Linked DNA regions of Mus musculus: region 2 is linked to region 1. A link is a contact called in public Hi-C data. All regions are on one chromosome and are shown on one strand. The core of a region is the stretch at or near the end of the contact, and the rest is flanking DNA. Distances in the headings are between cores, read along the strand shown.

Region 1 (5,449 bases), core at 2,839-5,338:
CACAAGAGCTCACCTCCTTCTCTGTGTCGAAGATCTCGCCCTCCTGATGCCTGGGCTTGCGCAGCTGCTTCTTCTTGAAGTAAGCGTCAGTCAGGTGTTTGGGGATTTTAACATCGCTGATATCAACTTTTGTAGAGGTGGCAATGACAAACTTCTGGTGTGTTCTGCGCAGAGGAACTCTGTTGATGACAAGAGGCCCTATAGGAAAAACACAAATTTGAATAAGAACATCAAACAGTTAAGATTTGGTCCAGGCATGGTAGCACACGCCTGTAATTTCAGCAGAGAGGAAGGTAGATCTCGAGTTTGAGGCCAGTCTGGTCCTTTGGATTTGTCTCTAACAAAAACGTTAATTGGATGGGGCAGAGATAAGACCCTTTTTACATTCCTGGTACCCAGAGTGCTCACAACTCATCTTGGGGAGAAAAACCCATGCCACCCACTCCATCCCCTTCAAGGGACCCAGGTGAGAAGAGGATCTTTTACAGAGGCTGGCTGAACCACCTGTCCTTGAGATCCGCCTCAGTGCTGGGTTTGGGACACTGCGTAGGCACAGTACATCTGTGTGCCACACTGCAGCACCAGTGGAGGCGAGGGGACAACTTGCACAGCCCCCTTTCCTCCTTTATCACACAGGTCAGGCTCTCAAGCACATCACGCCAGTGTAAAAAACATGCTTGCTCAAATTAAACCCTTGACTGCTGCAGAAAAATAAAATAGGGTCAGTCAACAAGACAGGAAGGCCTTAGTTGACCTCTGACCTCCAAAACTGAAAGGGGGTGGGGATGAACCTAAATTTCAGGGTACAGAGTCCTGCAGATCTGAGACCAGCCGGGTCTACACAAGACCTGTCTCCTATCACAGTGCAGGTGACATGCTCCTGCAATGCCAAGGGTGGTGCTGTGACCTTGGTCCTTAATAAAAATGCTTGGGTCCCCATGAAGCCATACCATACCCAGGTTTACAAGGAAATCTGGCCAGAAAAGGGGGTCATCCTATATAAAACCAGGAGGGATGACTTAAGAAGTATAGTCCACTCCAGCCAGGTAGGGTGGTGCACGCCTTTAATCCTAGCACTCCAGAGGCAGAGGCAGGCGGATTTCTGCGTTTGAGGCCAGCCTGGTCTACAGTTAGTTCCAGGACAGCTAGGGCTACACAGAGAAACCCTGTCTCAAAAAACCAAAACAAAACAAAACAAAAAAAGTATTCCACTCAAGAAGAACATATCCGCTAAACTTAAGCAAGCTGTGTTAGATGGGAACGTCACTGTACATTAATCTAACTACCATTTATCATGTAGCATTAGTAATAGTATCTGAGAAGGGAAAAGAGTCCAAGGTTATCTTGGGCTGTGACATCCTGTCAAAACATAAAAGACCAAGGATTTTCTTACCAGTCACAAGCAGCAAGCCACTGTCCAGCTGCTTCAGGAAAACCACTCTCTGGAAGTCAAACAGAGAAATGACAATTAAACCTCACCCAGAATTAACCAAAGTACAAGTATGAATACATCTGGCACTTCAAGTCTAGACTGGGCTACATGAGACCTTGTCAAAAGGAAAGGTGAGGTGATACACGCCTTTTGTCCTAGCACTGGTGGGACAGAAACAGACTCTATGGCATTCGTAACCACACCAAAACACAGCATTTACTAAGGGGTTAAACTTGTTACAGAGAACAAGAAAATATTTATGGTACATCAAAAAGCAGGATGCACCAGGCATGCGAGGACCAGGATCTGCTGCTCCCCCATGCCAGGCCCTGGGGACACTCCTCACCTTGCCCCTGTGGCGCCCAGTGAGGATGATCAGGACAGTTCCGGGAGTGATGCTGGAGCGTAGCCTTCTCACGTGCTGGCTGAAGGGCTTCTTGCCGTGGCTCAGCAGCTTCCGAGGAACATCTTCGGTGGGATAATACCTAGGCTGGAGAGAGCACCGGCACCACACACCATTGAGCAATCTGCTCAGCCCACCAGAGCTGCATTCAGAGACACAGCCTTGAAAACCCCAAGAGTCAAGCCCCACTGACAACACAGAAAGGAACCTCTGGCACACTGGAGACAGACACTCTAACCTTTTTAAAAAGTGTTTGGCTTGTTTTGCTTTTCTGAGACAGGGTTTCTCTGTAGCCCTGGGTGGCTTAGAACATTGAGATCAGCCTGCCTTTGCCCCTCGAGGGCTGGGATTAAAGGAATGCGGTTTGCATGTGTCCCTGGGTATGCCCATGAGTACATGTGCCACTGAGTTATCCTTGGGAGTGGGAGTTCCAGGTGGCTGGGAAGAGCCTGTAGCAGAGGCTGGGAACAGCACTGTCCCCTTACCCCGAGGCATCTCTCCACTCATTCCCAAGCTTTCCTTGGGGCTTGGAACTCTAACACACTTCTTAGGAGTTAAGGTCACAGCCAAATATGGGGAAGGTGGCTCAGAAGGGAGTTTCAGATCAGACCAGGCTACCCGAGGCAAAGGTACAAAGCGCATCATACCTCTTCTACCTTGGCAGAAGGCACACACCCACTTTCTTCAAGAGGGAAAACTAGACATCAATACCACAAGTTTGATAAATACCCACCTTCCACTTGCCAGCAATGGAGTAGCCAGAACCCCAGTGTGCTGGTCCCACTATGAGCTACACCCCCAGCCTGAGAGCTTATCCCAACTAGACTTGACTGACATAGCCTCTTTCAGACAAGCCTCAACCCTAACCCCAAGGAAAGCAACCCAAACTAGATCTCACCATTTTTCGAAGCTTCACCACCCGGGTGCCACCGTTCTTGTCCCCACCAACTGTTTTGGTGACAGTAGCAAGGACCTTCTCTTTTTTCTTCTTCTTCTCAACCTACAAAGACAAACCCATCAATCCAGGATCCTGCCAGACCTCAAACGCAGGAATAAGGCATCATAGTGGGCCATCCGTTCCCTCTCCTACCTTGGTCTTGGCAGCCGAGTATTTCCTTTTGTACAAGGCCTTCCTGGAGTACATAGCAGATCGGGAGTACCTGCCAATTCCTCTCACCAGGACAGGGTTTCGGCTGCAATGGGGCTTCGCCTTCTTGGGCTTTTTACCCTTAGGGTGAACCTTTTTGGCTACTTTGGCGGCCCGGGGCCGGGAGGCAGCAGCATCACTGCCAGCCTTCTTGGCCGCAGGTTTCTTCTCCTTTGTATCAGGCGCTTTTTCACCCGCCATCTAGGGATATAAACAATAAAGGCATTTCATCAACCATTTGTCAACAAGCTAGTATGAAAACCATCCTCTGATGCTTGCAATGCCTCTTCCTTCCAAACACAGGGTTAAGTATCTAGCACTATTAGTTTTTTTGTTTTTTTTTTTTTGCTAAAAAACTTTTTTGTGGTTCCTTATCTTATTCTTCCATTTTTGTGAATCAGAAAACCAAAGACAATCTTTGCTAGTGTCTACACAGGCAAGGAAGCCCAGAATCTCGAGGCTCTTCTGTGCGACCCACTTCAGTGCCAGCAGCCTACAGGCAGAGGCCAGGCAATGGTTCGGGGCCACGGGTTGCTCTAGCACGGGACACTATGACAGACCCAGGGGAACGGGCCTGCCATAAATCCAAACCCATGCACCAGCACGGAACACCCGAGACCTCCCCCTCTGGTGTCGCCCTAGGTCCCGAAGCCACCACGATGGCCCCAGCTCCGCAAAGTAGCCGACAGCGGTGCTCTCCGGTCGTCTTCCGGGGACGCGGTTCCCCACCTTCAGTCGCGAAGCCCAACGTGGCCAAGACAGGCTCAACAGAAGGTTCTGGAACCCCCACTGCAGGGTCGCAAGTCGCAACACAGGCCCTCCAACCCTCCCCAGGTTACGGCAGCCGGCAGGGCCCAGCGACCATCTCGGGCGCTACGCTCGTTCTTAGCCCCCCGCCAACCCACGCTGACAGAAATGAAGCTCCCGAGAGATCTGGCGAATGATCCCGACCATAGGCGGCCCTGGGTAGTGATCCCCGGATGTCCCCCAATTTCGGATGGACGAGGATTGGGGTCCCGAAAGCCGCTGCCACACAGACGCCCGCCATTCCTACCTTGCAAGACGGGAAAGAGAACTAAGGCAGCGGCTTCCGGTCTATAAGCAATGACGGGAGGTGACCAAGATCACTTCCTTCCTGTATGGGGCATCATGGGAAATGTAGTTTTTCTTTACTCCGTGGCAATGCACCTAGGGAACGTCCCCCCAGGCCCCACCCCCACCCTAATAGGTAAGGGCAGCTGAGATGGCTGAGCAAGTAAAAGCGCTTTCTCCTAAAATGATGAACAGACTTTGAGCCTTGCGACTCATGTGGTGGAAGAAAGGACTTTACAGAGTTTTCTTCTTCTCCTCCTCCTCCTTCTTCTTCTTTTTTTTTTTTTTTTGGTTTTTCGAGACAGGGTTTCTCTGTGTAGCCCTGCCTGTCCTGGAACTCATGCTGTAGACCAGGCTGGCCTCGAACTCAGAAATCCACCTGCCTTTGCCGCCCAAGTGTTGGGATTAAAGGCGTGTTGCACCACGCCTGGCCAGAGTTATCTTCTAAAAACTAAAGGTTAGGGTTGGAGTGATGGCCCAGTGGTTAAGAGAACTGGCTGCTCTTCCAGAGTTTTTTGAGTTCAATTTCCAGCAACCACATGATGGCTCATAACCATCTGTAATGGGATCCCATACCCTCTTCTGGTGTGTCTGAAGACAGCTACAGTGTAGTGTACTCATATACATAAGATAAATAAATCTTGCCAGGGCTATGCAGAGAAACCCTGTTTTGAAAACCAAATACATAAATAATAAATAAATAAATAAATCTTTAAAAAAAAAAAGTCTGACAGTGGTGGCACACCCCTTCAATCCCAGCACTAGGAAGGCAGAGGCTGGTAGATCTCTGTGAGTTTGAGGCCAGCCTGAACTACAAAGCTAGTTCTAGGAGAGCCAAGGCTATGCAAGCAAACCCTGCCCCCAAAACAAAATAAACAAATTAAATAGGAAAAAATAAATAAGATTTAAAATAAAACTTTTTTGTTCATTACATTTTTAAATAAGCTACTATCCTTTGAAAAATGACACTGTATACCTGACAGTGCCTTACTTTTTATTACATTTTATTTTATGTGTATGCTTATGTGAGCATGTGGGAGTGGGGAGTGGATGCATGCCCCAGCATACAGATGGAAGTCAGTGGACAACTTGGGGACGCCGGCTCTCTCTACCACATGAGGCCTAGAGATCAGTCATCTTAAGAGGACTTAGGTCATCACAGGCCCCGCATATAACAATTATCCTCTACCTCATAGTGCTTAGAACGACGTATACACATGATTTCTATTGTCTTCTACTTGTCTGTTGCCTGTTGCTAGTGGTAGGAGCTTTTCTCTTGACTTTCTTTTTTTTTTTTTTATCTTCTTTTTTTTTTTCTTTTTTTTTTTTTTCCATTTTTTATTAGGTATTTCGCTCATTTACATTTGCAATGCTA
Region 2 (5,510 bases), core at 845-3,344, 140 kb before region 1:
CCTGGGCTCTACTAAGGTATGCTGAGGATGCATTCTGTGTGATAATGCTCAACCTTGGCGCTCTTATCCTTGAGCAGTGTCTTACCTGGGAGGGGAGGAGCAAGGAGCTGATTGGACAGGAGCTGCAGGTGCTCTAACGTGATGTCTCGGATGGCAGGGATGTGGAAGAGCCGAGTGAATAGATGAGGTAGCTTGGGGGCAAAGATGTTAAGCAGGGCCATGCGACAGTACAGTCGGGCCAGTGCAGCCTCACATCGCAGCAGCTCTCTGAGAGAAAGGAAAAAGGCGACATCCTGAGTGTGTCTGGCCCTCACACCTGAGCAGAGCTCTTGGGGCGGGTGGGATCAACAACAGGGAGGATGATGTCACTACATCGCAGGCTTCTCTTCTGGCCCTATAATCTGTGTTTCAAGTAACTCAATTGAGTTTTAAATAAAAGCCACAATAGTTTTCTCTAGGTTATTTTTTTCCACCCCAATTTAAAAAACACCCTAGAAAAAGAAATGAAAATATCCATCTGCACAAAAGTTTAGCATAAATTCCTAGCAACAGTGTTTATAAGAGCCATATAGAGCGACAGCTCCACACGACTGACTGATAAAGCAAGGTAACAGCGTGAGAGAAGCACACAGATCCCCGACGCAGAAGTGAGGCCAGTGCGCAGAGAACAGGAAGAGCCAAGGAGGGAAGCAGCCTCAGAGGCTCACAGGGTGCTGAGAGTGAGGCACAGACAGGTCTTAAGCCTGTAATTTGAGAGGCCACAGGAAGCTCTGACTAGAGGAGCAAGCTTTGACTCAGCCCTGACCCCACCCTTTCAAAGTGCTCGAGAGCATCTGCTGCCTCCGCAGTGGTGGTTCTCCACCTTCCTGATGCTGCTCCTTTAATGCAGCTCCTCACGCTGAGGTGATCCCAACCAATAAATCATTTTGTTGCTACTTCATAACCGTAATGCTGCTCCTGTTATGACTTGTAATGTAAATATCTCATACGCAGGATATCTGATACGCAGCCCCTGTTAAAGTCATTCAACCCACAAAGGGGTCATGACCCCAAAATTGAGAACCTCTGGTCTAGAAGGATGTGGAGGGCTGAGAGGTCACAGTTCACAGCCGAGGAAGAGATGGCTCATGTGGAGCCTGCAGACTGAGAGGACCAGAGAAGGAAGGTTTTGGATGAGATCTATCTTACACCTCAGGCCACATTTGGGTTATCTGAACCCTTCCTCAGCCTCACACAGCCTTGGTCCAGCAGGGGAGCTCAGAGCTCTACCTCATGCTGTCTCCAAGGTACTGGCTCTGATTTGGTGTGCACACACACCCGCACTGTCACTTGACCCTGTGGATGTGCCAGTACTGTGCATGCTGGTCTTCCTTCCTGTCCTGTGGTCTGCTTAAGTGTTTTCCACTGTGGCCTGGTTTTTGTTTTCTGTTTTTTGTTGTTGATTTCTGTTTTTTTGTTTTGTTTTGTTTTTGAGATAGGTTATCAGTATGGTTGTCCTGGAATTCCCTCTGTAGACTAGACTAGCCTGGAACTCACAGAGATTTGCCTGCCTCTTCCTCCTGAGTGCTGGGATTAAGTGCTTCACTACACCTGGCCGAGGCCTGTTTGGATCTGATGACCCAGCTTCAGACAACTCCACAGAATAATGTACTATTCCAGTGGAACTGCCAGACAGAGCCAAGCTGGGCATGGTGGCTTGCTGTGGTAATCTTAGCACTTGGGGACAGTGACAGTGACAAGAGGCTTGGCTATGAGGGTTTGAAGCCAGCCAGGATTATATACTCTTAGGAGAGGGGAGGGGGAGCTAGAGACATACTAGGCTCAGTTCCACACTGATGCTCTGGAGAGAAATTAGTGTGCTGTCCTTGACTGCATTTTAGTTAGGGTTCGATGTGTCAAATTCGAGTGACCCTTGAGCTATAGGCACACTCGGGTGTGGAGAGGAGGAACTGTGACGCTAAGGGACAGGGAGCGTGAAAGTGATCTGCAGAGACCTTTAGCAGAGAATGCACTTGTTTCTCTGCCTTCTTCTCAACTACAGCAGGGATTTCCAGGAGGGAAGGAACGAGTCATGCAGGAATTTTTATGTATGATTCACTTTTAATAAACACAACCCTTGGTTGGCCTCCAACTCACAAAGATTCTCCTGCCTCTGTCTGTTGAGTCTTAGGGGCATTATTTAGTAGTGTGTGGCAGGGAATGGTGACTGTCATCACTAAGTTTTTATCTGTAGAGGGCAGGCATGTCTCCACTGCAGCCCTGTCCCATCCAGAATCGTGTATGGTACCATATACACAGCCAGTGTTGAGGCTACACTTGGTCACCAAGAAAGAGACAGCTGGTTGTTTTCCCCCATGGCTGAACTGGATGTGTCATCTGGTCCCTCCTGACTTCTTTCTTCTTCCTGGCTTTCTCTCTCTAGTGGGCTCCGTCCCAAGTATACAACAGAGTGCATGGGACACAAGCCATGTCTCTCCTGCCAACTCTTAGCTTTGAAGGAAAAGTCTTCTAGTTGTGCATCTATTCCCTCAAAGAAAGAAAGGCTCCATCTTACCTGTGAATTTGAAGGTTGGTATTGTCCAGTGTGACCAGGCCATTGGTGGCAGTCCTCCGGTAGCCTGCAGGGGGCCTTTCTAGCATATCAATGGGGTACCAGTACCGCACCAACACCCCTTCACTCCGCAGGTATGTCTCCACCTGCACCAATTCATTCACCTGCAGGAAGAAGTGTGCATTCAACCTGCTGTCCTGAGACCTGATTTCGTTTTTCAAGCTCATGCAAAGATATATAGATATTAAATCTCCAGATATTATGTTATACTTTGTATCTAGTTGCTATTTTATAAACAAAATTAATGAGCCCAAAGAGAATTTACAGTACACATATTTATTTAATCTCCCTACCACCAAAGTATTGTTTGTAAGCCATGGTCTCATTGTGTACCCCTTGCAGGCCTGGAACTCAAGATTCTCCCTCTTTCCCCCTCTATGTGTATGTGTGTGTATGCACACTGAGAGCAGATAACCTTGGAGGTCAGAAGAGGCTGTTGGGGCCCTTGGAGCTGCGATTGCAGTAGGTGTTGAGCTGCCAAACATCGATGCTGGTAAGCAAACTCAGGTCCTCTGCTTGAGCAGTGCAGGCCCTTAACTGCTGAGTCATCTCTGAAGGTTCAATTTGTTGGGGTTGTGTGTGTGTGTGTGTGTGTGTATGTGTGTGTGTGTGTGTGTTAAGATCAAACCCAGGGCCATGGACACGTGGTATCTACTCTACTATTGAGCCTCACGCACAATTCCTTTGGGTCTTGCTGCATAGCTTAGGCTGGTCTGGAACACTCAATTCCCCTCCCTCTGCCTCCTGACTACTGAGATTATTGGTGTACACTACTACAACTTCTTTTGTGTTTTGGTGTGTGCATATGTGTGGTGTGTGAGGGAGCATATGCTCATGTGTACATACGTGTGTAGAGGCTGGTGTTTTTAAGGTAGTTGCTTTCTACCTCACTTTTTTGAGACAACCCCTTAACTGAACTCCGAGCTCCCCCTTTGGCTGCTGTGGCTGGCTGGCTGGCAAGCCCTGGGAATTGCCCTGTCTCAGACCCTCCTCCCAGCCCTGGGTCATGGATACACTGCTGGCTCTCAACTCAGGTCCCAGTGCTGGAGCTGCAAAGACTTTACTGACTGAGATAATTTCCCACAAATGTCTCTTTCTTTTAAAGATGATTTTTTTGTTTATTTGTTTGAGTGTTGACTTGCATCTGTGTGTGTATACTACATGTGTGTTGATGCCCACAGAGGCAGAAGGTGGTGACAGGTTCCCTGGAACTGGAGTTACTGCAGTTTTGGGCAGGTCCTCTATAGGAGTAGCAAGTACTCCTACCTGTTAAGTATTCTTACCCAATACATTCTTAATTATAAATTAACACAGAATAGAAAATGTAAAAAACTATCTTAAAAAGAAGTTTTAGCTGGGTGGTGGTGGCACATGCATACCTTTAATCCCAGCAATTTGGGAGGCAGAGGCAGGAGGATTTCTGAGTTCGAGGCCATGCTGGTCTACAGAGTGAGTTCTAGGACAGCCAGGGCTACACAGAGAAAGCCTGTCTCGGGAAGACAAAAAAAAAAGTCTTCAGAAGGGCTTGCGAGATGGCTCAGTGGATAAGGGCACTGACTGCTCTTCTAGAGGTCAGGAGTTCAATTCCCAGCAACCACATAGTGGCTCACAACCATCTGTAATGGGGTCTGATGCCCTTTTCTGGTGTGTCTGAAGATAGCTACAGTGTACTCACATACATAAAATAAATAAATAAATCTCTAAAAAAAGAAAAAAGAAAAGAAAAAAGTCTTCAGGAAAAACAGGAAAAAATTTTAAAAGTAAAAATTTGAAAACTCAAATTTTGTTAAAATAACCTTTGTGTTATTTTGTAATTTGTATTGCTTATATTTTAAGTAAATCTTTCATAATCCCTAAGTAAAAATTATATTGGTATTTGAATCCAGAATGCATACGTATGAGCTTACTTTTAATTGCCACCAATAAAACACAGCTGTCAGATGCTCTGCTTTTTAAAAGTTATTAGCATAGGGGCTGGGAATAAAGCTCAGGTGCAGCTTTCAAACCTCTGGCTTCCCTCATGTTAGTCCCTGTCTGCCTGCTACTCCTGCCCCTTTGAGTCCTCCTGAGCCTTAGGAGAGATCTCTGTAAAATGGAGACAACCACTGATGGGCAACACCGCTCACCTGACAGAAGGGACTGACGCCGAGTCAGTACGATGACTGCCCAGAATCATCTCTTTCTCTCCTACCATCTATCTCCACAATCCCCGGACCCTAAGCCTTAATTTCTGATTTCTGTCCGTGGCACAGCCTGAGGATAATGGGCTGCTCTGCTCTGTCCTGGAGATGTGAGCTGGGTGCAGCCTCACTCCCATAGTCATTACACATTCTCACCTAGCCTCCCCACAGATGCACTTCCACTTGGTTTCCTTCCTTCTCTTCTAAGATTTATTTTATGTGTATTTCTGGGTGTTTTTCCACGTGACTGACTATACACACGTGTGTGGGTTTGGGTGCTCACAGAGGCCAGAAGACATTTCTGATCCCTTAGCGCTGAAGTGATGGCATCTGTGAGCTATCTGACACGGGTCCTGGGATTTGGACTCTGTTCCTAATGACTAAGCAAAGTTAGTGCTTTTAGCTGCCAAGCCACCTCTCCAGCCTGGTTTCCTTGTTTTTAACTTGAAAAGAAATCTAAAAGCAAAATCCATTTTTCATGTGCTGGCGTGGAGCTGAGGACAGAACCCCAGGACCATGTACATGTGCATGTTAGGAGCCCCATCCTATAGTCCCTTTGTATGGGCACGGGAGCCACTTTCCACACACAGGACTGGAGTACCCTGACTGGCTATTTACTTACTGAATCAACATCTAGGACGACTCCATGAAGGCTGAAGGTTTTTAGCATCCCTCGGATGGCAAATTTTGGCAGAGCAGTTCCCACGGTACTACTAGCT

The links. A called contact is a pair of places that touch in the nucleus more often than the background predicts.
Region 2: a Hi-C map of bone marrow-derived macrophages shows a contact between it and region 1, with 32 read pairs. The contact joins the enhancer-like site here to the promoter of Rpl6 in region 1. A contact is called at or near these places in 4 of 39 promoter capture datasets (embryonic stem cells, hippocampal neurons and neural stem cells), 10 of 484 Hi-C or Micro-C datasets (adipose-derived mesenchymal stem cells, bone marrow-derived dendritic cells, bone marrow-derived macrophages and 3 more), 17 of 115 datasets of contacts at active chromatin or transcription factors (the 230-238 cell line, the SCID.adh cell line, acute myeloid leukemia and 9 more) and 3 of 9 other capture datasets (adipose tissue, liver and pancreatic islet).

Annotation. Positions count from the first base shown.
Region 1 is chr5:121,203,140-121,208,588 of GRCm38.p6, reverse strand. It overlaps Rpl6 (ribosomal protein L6), which reads right to left and starts at 4,088. Exons shown (of 7, transcript NM_011290.5): 1 at 4,037-4,088; 2 at 2,926-3,183; 3 at 2,734-2,835; 4 at 1,779-1,922; 5 at 1,394-1,442; 6 at 14-198. The coding sequence starts at 3,183. It overlaps LOC115490270 (a small nucleolar RNA gene), which reads right to left and starts at 3,579; the gene lies at 3,446-3,579.
Region 2 is chr5:121,336,630-121,342,139 of GRCm38.p6, reverse strand. It overlaps Hectd4 (HECT domain E3 ubiquitin protein ligase 4), which reads right to left. Exons shown (of 76, transcript NM_181421.4): 54 at 5,414-5,510; 55 at 2,555-2,715; 56 at 86-267. Among named protein-coding and RNA genes, the nearest start is that of Gm24671, 17 kb to the left of the region's middle. Within about 2 kb of position 2,094, at least 103 of the 459 cell types and tissues checked have an H3K27ac peak or open chromatin away from gene starts, as enhancers often do. A contact at or near this core is called in acute myeloid leukemia, bone marrow-derived macrophages and effector CD8 T cells, where this site is marked.